Linked DNA regions of Gossypium arboreum: region 1 is linked to region 2. Evidence: chromatin contacts called from public Hi-C data. All regions are on one chromosome and are shown on one strand. The core of a region is the stretch at or near the end of the contact, and the rest is flanking DNA. Distances in the headings are between cores, read along the strand shown. Region 1 holds the start of LOC108484146 (40S ribosomal protein S20-2). Region 2 holds the start of LOC108486519 (protein PPLZ12).

Region 1 (4,795 bases), core at 1,717-4,216, 290 kb before region 2:
TCTCATGACACAACTTCATACATACCTTAATCTTGATGCAAGTATAGCCAAATTTCCTTCTAGATCTCTTCTAAACCAAAATGGAGCAAAAATCCTATCTTCTTCCTTAGTATTTTCGGCCAAAAGGAGAGAACAAGGATGAACAAAATTTTTTCTTTGCTTTTCTTTAACTCACGGCAACAATGGGGAGAATACCACACTCACACATATTTTTTTGTTTCTCTTCCCACCACTAAATTTTTTATCATTTCATCACATCATGCATTATCAAAACATGTCATAACATGTTTTTCCTTGCCCATAACTCCTTGTCATGGCGGCCACTATGCCATCTTTGGGGAATTTGACATGCAAATCCCTTAATTTTGCATGCATTATCAACTAGTCATCACACATTTCCCCATCATACTTTCAAAGTTTACTACTAGGTCCTTTCTAGTGAAATTCACCTTTATAACACTAAATCGAATCATCAAAAATGCCACACACAAATTAACACATATCATAGGCATCAAAATAAATTTTAAATTATTTTTATGCCTCGATTTTGTGGTCCCGAAACCACATCCCGACTAGGGTCAATTTTGGGCATCACAAAACAACTCCTCGGGACTAGAATTTACTGTTGACCAAAGGAGCGAAAGTATTTCAAGGTACTCAGGAATTACTCGTCTTGCTGCGTCGGGGTCTATGAGCGACATGTGTGGTACAGGATTATTATGTATCACAATACGTCGAATCTGGTTCCTGACTGAAGGCGTGCTAATGTTTCCATCATCATTCACGTCTTCATTGTCAATATCATCGGGGACCTCGTCTACATTGGGATAACCATCGCTATCGACTTCTTGATCACAAGGATCACTACTATCATATCCATCATCACCAACCACATAAATATCGGATGTAACATTAAGATTGATATCAATCCCGCGTATAGTCGATTCACTACCAACGTGCGATATTGGAGCCACCATGCATGGTTCTTTAGCTCCATGTTCTTCACCATAGGCAGTGAAATCTTTATTTTGCTCCAAACTGGCTAACTCAGCAAATAAGTGAATCGGTGCATTTTTGTCACTCTGATTCCCACAGTAAAGAGCGATCATTGTCTCTACATCTTCGTCATCTACAAGTTCCATTTTAGTGAATTTGATGGGGTTTGTCCAAACTGGAAACTTGTAAAAAAGTTTCGAGATCCTTCTCCCACAACGTCTTACAATTTTTGTGTTAATCCTTCCCTTCATATCATCTAATGAGACATTTCTATTAAATCTCATTGCTATTTGTTGCCAACATTCAAATATACATCCAACGGTTGTTATCAAGATGACTCTATCGAAATAAACGCATACAAAAAAATGATTATCCATCTTCAATACTCAATCTGTTAAAAAATTAATAAAAAGATCTCAAAACAATTTCAAACAACATAAAAATACTTACATAAAAATTTAATGAATGATAATGGTCAATTTCTAACAATATCAAATTTATTGTCATTTCTAACAATATCAAATATATTAAAAATTTTACAAGATAACATTCTCAATAATCTAAACACAAAACTTAGTAACAAATCACAATAAACAAAAAACTTTAAAACAAAACATAAAAATAACACTAAACAAACTATATAATACTAACAATTTTTTTCTTATCATAATCTATTATATTTGAAAATAACAATAAAAAAATTACATTTCTTTTCTTTCTTCTCTTTTCTTTCTTTCTCCTCTTCTCCCTCTCTTATTCTGCTAAATTTTTTTCCAAACCGATCTGAGTAGGATAGGGAGTGGGGAATATCTTGGGTGTCATTTATCGAGATAGGCACAACTGGTGTTGCCTATCTGATAGGCACAACTGGTGCCGCCTATCTGACACTCTCCACTACTAAAATATATATTTTTTTTACTGTAAAGTGTCAGAAAATGAGGGTCGTGCCGCGTATGCACCGCCCTCCACCCATTCAAATATACCTTTTCAGTACTTAATTTTAGCATCAACCCATTTTCATATTTTTTATATTATTCGATAAAAAACTCTTAATTTTTTTAAGATTTGAGATGAAAGGATGAATTTATTTATTTTACATGTTTAATACTATTTTTTATAGTTTTCTTATTAGTGATCCATTTATCATTGTTTTCTCTATTTATTTATTAGAATATTAAATCATATTATTTCTTTTCTTTAATTCTATTTATGTTCATATTGGTGAAATTTGCTTTAATATGATTTTTAATATATTATTTTGTTTATCACATTTTAATTACCTATATAAATTATATATTTTCAACTCCTATATAGAATAAGGGTAGATTAGACATTTTATTTAGAAATTGTTTTTACAATATTCCTAAAATTCTAAGTTTACTTTTCAAATTTTTCAGTAAATTTTTACTTTTTATTTAAAATTTAAAATTTATTTCATGTTTTCAAATTAAACTCAAATAATTCATGTTAAGCTAAAAGTAAAGAAAAATCTTTTAAATTAATTAATTTTATATTTTATACTAAATAAAACTCATAATTTTTGTCATCACTTCTTTACCCAAATGAAGAACAAACAATTAATTTAATTAATTACAAGTATTTTTGCTTTGGTTTTAGTTTAAGAATATTCAAGATTATATAACTAAAAGAACTTTTAATTTCGTAAACAATTATTAAAATTAGTTATTTAAGTTATTTTCGTTAAGGATAATATGGAAATATAAAATAAAATTTTAAATTTTAGAAGAGATTAAATTAATTAATTTCAATATTATAGTAACAAATCAATTGGCATTATCAATAAATAAATAAGTATAATTTAATAATTTTGTGTATCATTTTAGCATCTACCACCTTTTACTTTAATTCTTAATTTTTTTAATGCTTAAAACGTCCTAGGTGACAAAATTACTAAGGAAGACCCTAAAAGTTGGGTTACCAACAAAGAATTTACCCACTAAATATTGCAGCCCGACCCCGTAAATCTATTTGGTCGAGCCTTCTTTCTAAAAACCCTAACCCTAATAATAAAAGCCTCTGCCACTACCGATCCCCTTGCATATCTTCTAAAAATACATTTACTCCGTTGGCTTTTGAGGAAAGAGGCAACCAAAGGCTGTTGCTTAACACTTAACTTCTTTCACTTCATCCACTTCTTCCAGGTTTCCTTTTCTCTTAACTTCTTTCACTTCATCCACTTCTTCCAGGTTTCCTTTTCTCTTTCCCTTTTATTTTCCTTGGTATTTTTATTTGATGTGTAAAATAGCTTGCTTTGGAATTGGGGTCAGATTAATGAGCAAAATAAGAAAGAACAGTGCTTTAGGTTTTCTGTATTCTGGGTTTTATAGCTCTAGTTCACCGGATTGATCTTCAATCAAACAAGTAAAAACCCACAATTTTTGGGTTATAACCTTTTCCAGTTTTCGCAACATTTCCGTTACTGTTTTAAAATGGAAATCATTGGATTGATCATCTTCAAAGAACCATTTTAGGCAACCATCCTTGACAATCCCCACCATCGAATTTGTGACACTGGGCCTTGGAGTATTTAGTCTGAATCCTAGAACCTACCAACATTTCTGGTAGCAACCGCAGTCCTGGATTTATAACTTTATTGTTGTGGCAACTCACAATACAATTTTCAGCTTTGACTCAAATTCTGCCATTCCTCTGATTGAGCCTTTCATCATCTGCATCTTTTAAACATATTTCTCATTTCAACCTCTGAACTTTTCTCCCATTTGCATTTCAGATTGCAGCTCCATTTTCAACTGCTCCTAGTTTTTCCAACCTTGGTGACAATCCTATCAGCATCCTTTTTTCAATTAACCCATTTCCTTTTGAGTTCTAGTCAGACTGTTATCTCTTATGACATGTTTCAACTCAGAAATCGGTAAAGAAGAATGAGGACAAAGCAGAAAGAAACTAAGGGAGAACTGAAACTGAAAATAGAATTTTGTGAGAAAATTGATGTGCATTTAATTGCCATCACCCCTTGCGATATCATTTATATATTGATATTTCTAGCTAAAAGCTGACTGAGTCTTAAGATTTTTAATTTTGTGAATTGCTTTTGGATGATAACTTTTTTATTTATTAGAAATTGATTGTACTGAACAGAACACAAAAGCAACTATGGCCTACGCTGCAATGAAGCCGACCAAGCCTGGTTTGGAGGAGCCCCAAGAACAGATACACAAGATCAGAATCACTCTCTCCTCCAAGAATGTGAAAAACCTTGAGAAAGGTACCGATTTATCTTATACCTCTATAATCTTGTTACTATCAAATTTTCCTCTTCTTAGCTAAATTTCATATAGTGATGAGTACTTTCTGGGGGTCTGATATGGATTAAATGGATAGACTAAGCATTGGTTAGTCTAATGTCTATATGTCTAATTGATAGTTTGTGCTGATCTGGTTCGTGGTGCCAAGGATAAGAGACTGAGAGTTAAGGGACCTGTGAGGATGCCTACCAAGGTTCTTCACATTACAACAAGGAAGTCTCCATGTGGTGAAGGTATTTACTCCCCTTGAGTCCAACGGACTCTTATTGTATTGTGTAGCTTACATTATTACCCAATTATTTATGTTTGAAACTATTTTGACTCTACCTCGAAAGCATGTTTCAGAAACCTATTGTATGGAGAATACTCTAGTTCCCTGTTCGTCAGAAATGATTTTAGAAATGGTATCTTGTTGTGATGGAGCATATAATACTGCTGAATTTCTGTTTTTCTCTGTAATCATAACACCCACAAGAAATAGGTCTGTCTATGCATTCTTGCCTTGTCCTCTG
Region 2 (4,123 bases), core at 544-3,043:
ATTCGGAACAATTCACTTTCTGGCAATGTCCCTCTTGGTACATCTTTTATGTATATATATATATATAACTATATTCTGCTTGGCTTTATGGAAAAATAATAATGAACTTCATTTGATTTTTTTCCCTTCTTGGTTTGATGTAGCTCTTAAGAGGCTGAATGATGGATTCTTGTTTCAAAATAATCCGGGTCTATGTGGGTCTGGTTTTGCATCATTGAAAGTTTGTAATGATTCTGATCATATTAATCCAAGCAAACCTGAGGTGTATGGTTCAGAGGCAGCTGGTGTTACTAGAGAAATACCGGAGACGGCAAATCTTCAGTTACCTTGTGAGCAAAAGCCCTGCTCGAAGCCATCAAAGTCTCAAAGGGGTCCTATTCTTGTTGCCCTGATTGTTGTCATAGTTGCATTATCAGTTATAGGACTCGTCACATTCATGCAATATCATCGCCAGAAACAGAAGCTTAGTAGCTTATCTGAAGTTCCTGAAAACCGCCTTAGCACCGATCAAACCAAGGAGTTTAGTAGGAAGAACGGATCTCCACTCATTAGCCTTGAGTATGCTAATGGTTGGGATCCTTTGGCTGATGGCAGGAACTACAATGGCTTTGCTGAGAGCTTTAGGTTCAACTTAGAAGAGGTGGAGACAGCTACTCAGTACTTTTCGGAGTTAAATTTATTGGGGAAGAGTAACTTTTCCGCAACTTATAGAGGGTTTCTAAGGGATGGATCAGCTATTGCGATTAAAAGCATCGGCAAAACTAGTTGCAAATCAGATGACGCTGAGTTCTTGAAGGGACTGAATGTTTTGGCTTCATTGAAGCATGAAAATTTAGTGGGATTGAGAGGGTTCTGTTGTTCAAAGGCCCGGGGAGAGTGCTTTCTCATATATGATTTTGTCCCTAATGGGAATTTACTAAGCTGTCTTGATGTCAAGGATGGTAATGGACAGGTCTTGGAATGGTCCACAAGAGTTTCCATTGTTAAAGGCATAGCCAAAGGTATAGCATATTTGCATCGTAACGAAGTAAACAAACCTGCCCTCGTTCACCAAAACATTTCAGCTCAAAAAGTGCTCATCGATGATCAGTTCAATCCTTTGCTCTCGGATTCGGGCTTGCACAACCTCCTTACCAATGATATCGTGTTTGCAGCACTCAAGGGCAGTGCTGCTATGGGTTACTTAGCTCCTGAATACACTAGTACAGGCTGGTTTACCGAGAAGAGTGATGTTTATGCATTTGGGGTCGTGGTTTTTCAAGTCCTTTGTGGGAAACGAAATGTGACTAGCTTGGTACGAGTTGGAGGTGAATGTTGTAGAATCCAAGATTTTATAGACCCAAACCTACATGGTAGGTACTTGGAATATGAAGCAGCTAAACTTGCAAGAATTGCTTGGCATTGCACTCACGAGTGTCCTGTAGAAAGACCATCCATGGAAGCAGTGGTTCAAGATCTGGGCGTGTAGACTCGGTTTCAACTGGATTTTCATGTCAAGCTTTTTAAGTTTTGGATTTTTGTGCTTTCATTGGCACAAGTGATGTAACTTTGTAAACCCTTAATTTTATTTTCATCTCCCTAGCTTTATGATGGCTCTTTGTGTTTGCTGGGATACTTTGGGTAAAGTCATGTGAAATTTACTTGTTTGATCAGAGTCTGGTGAGATATTCTGGTATGATATCTTCAGAGTACGAAAACAGAAGATAATAACCATTCCATATTATGGAGCGTTTTAGTAAATATACTTGATTTCTATTTTGTTTTTTCTGCACTTCAAAATGCAATGGGTCAAGCAAAGGTAATAATCCCCTACGTCAAGAAGCAACCCTGGATGCTATCCAAATCCAATTAAAACCAACTTTTTTCTCAAAATAAAAAAATCACCACGAAGGAGGCGACACGAGAAGTCGAGAGTCCAAATCCTTATCGTAGTCCGTCCACACCGAATCTCCTACTTATCACCGTATTAACTCGTAATCAAGAACCAAAGAATTCCACCTCCTTTCATTTGATTTTAGTTCTTTCTTTTTTGTTTCATCCGTTTTGTTTATTATCGATTGAGAAAAAAAAATGGGGAATACGTCTTGCATATTCTTTGCGTGCGTCGATCAGGCCAGTATAGGCGTGGTGGAGAGGTGGGGTCGTTTCGAGAAGTTAGCGGAGCCTGGCCTTCACTTATTTAACCCCTGCGCTGGTCAATGGCTCGCTGGCGTCCTTTCTACCCGAATCTCTTCTCTCGATGTTCGCATCGAGACCAAAACCAAGGTCAAGTCCCGTATTAACCCCTTCCATCAATATGCCTAGCTTCTCTATTTCTAATCAATTCATCATATGAATTTTATCATTTCTTTTTTTTTTTTTTTGTGTGTGCTTGTTTTGCTGGGAAATCGCCCAATATTGAACAAGATTTACATTGATATTGTTGCTTTACTAGCTGAAGATCAATGAGTATGAATACGAGAATGTTACATTTTGTAGGACAATGTTTTTGTTCAATTGGTTTGCTCCATTCAATACCGAGTGATGAAACGACATGCTGATGATGCATTCTATGAGCTGCAAAATCCCAAAGAACAGATCCAGGCTTTTGTGTTTGATGGTCATTTTCTTTGGCTTTCTTTATGCGTATCAGCCATAATATTATGCTCCTTTTTTGGTAAACTAAAACCATTTATGCATCCCATTTCGTCTCATTCTTTTCCCTTGTTGGTGGTAGTGGTTCGAGCTATAGTTCCAAGGATGGATTTGGATGAACTCTTTGAACAAAAGGGTGAGGTTGCTAAAGCAGTGCTTGAGGAAATTGAGAAGGTAGTATAGTTCATTCATTTGCTATACCAGTTATCCTTATGCACCAAACTACTCAAGAGTGCTTAAATTAAGCGCATAAGGCATACATGTATATATACACTCACATACATATATATTTGGTTGTAAAAACTGTTTAACGGGTAGACCGAAGAAGACCAATGATTATATAGGCATGTATATGTATAGATAAATTTTGGTTGTAGAAACTGATGAGCTGGTAAACCTAAGTAAACTTTGATATGTCACTCTCGAAAAAAGTACGATAGATGTCCTTGTACTAAGAGTCATGCATTTTGAGCAAATAAGTCCACATATATTAGATAAAAAAGCAAACTGATCTTTCTGTAAAAAATTTCATCCAGTTCTACGGTTCAAAAATGGTCCTTGTACATCAGTATCAAATACACATGGCACATCATGTGTCACTTTTTGGTTATTCCATCAGTTATGCTAATTTTTACCAGTATAAATGAATGAAATTTTCATAAAAAAGGATCAATTTGCCTCTTTGATTTAACGTATAGAGACTAATTTGCCCATTACTAATTTGCCCATTTTTTAGTAGAGAGGCAAAATGCAATCTAGCGCCTAGTATAGGGGCCTCCATGTTACTTTTACTGTCAGTCTTGTACTTGTTGCTTTCAGTTTGATGTGCCCAATAGTAGATGGTAAGTGAAGCAATGGACTAGCTCTCCTTTGCAATAAAGGAGAGATTAGGACTATTTTGTGGTCTTCTTGTTTGGCCTGCATTTTACCAGAATATGAATGCATGAGGAACAGCCATTTTCATTTTCTTGTAATGTAGCTATTCTTTTTTAATGATACATGATAAATTATGACCATTTTCTATCTAATTGCGCTAGAGTGGTTATGCATGCTTCTAAATTTGGGTTTCCTTTTCTCAATCTATGTGCTTCTTCTCTACCTTTTATGAGGCTATTCATATCATATATTATATTGAATCTGAAATTATGTATCAGGTTATGGGAGAATATGGATATAGCATTGAGCATATTCTGATGGTTGACATCATTCCTGATTCTTCTGTACGCAAAGCAATGAATGAGATAAATGCAGGTAATGACATGTACCAATTAAAGATGTTCCCACTTTTATTGAGCTATCTGTTTTAGTTCTCTCTTTCTGATACAAGCATATAAAATTTTGTTAAAGTTGTGAAAGTACTACCTAAACTCCAGCTTCTGTAAGAATCACGTCTGTCTTCTTGGTACTAATTAAGCTATTAAACGATGCAATGAAATTCAGTGACCATTCAATCTCGAGTCTAATACTCTTGGACTCTTTAGATCCATTT

Evidence for each region. Hi-C and Micro-C count contacts between places; a contact is called where the count stands out from the background.
Region 1: a contact with region 2 is called in a Hi-C map of leaf, with 3 times the contacts expected there. The contact joins the promoter of LOC108484146 here to the promoter of LOC108486519 in region 2. A contact is called at or near these places in 2 of 5 Hi-C or Micro-C datasets (both in leaf).

What each region holds. Positions count from the first base shown.
Region 1 is chr9:41,984,465-41,989,259 of ASM2569848v2, reverse strand. LOC108484146 (40S ribosomal protein S20-2) reads left to right here and starts at 2,966. Exons shown (of 5, transcript XM_053019522.1): 1 at 2,966-3,203; 2 at 3,749-3,954; 3 at 4,117-4,243; 4 at 4,403-4,516. The coding sequence starts at 4,132.
Region 2 is chr9:41,691,759-41,695,881 of ASM2569848v2, reverse strand. LOC108486519 (protein PPLZ12) reads left to right here and starts at 1,793. Exons shown (of 5, transcript XM_017790609.2): 1 at 1,793-2,265; 2 at 2,479-2,599; 3 at 2,717-2,808; 4 at 3,789-3,885. The coding sequence starts at 2,071. It overlaps LOC108486518 (LRR receptor kinase SERK2-like), which reads left to right. Exons shown (of 3, transcript XM_017790608.2): 2 at 1-37; 3 at 144-1,740. The coding sequence ends at 1,468.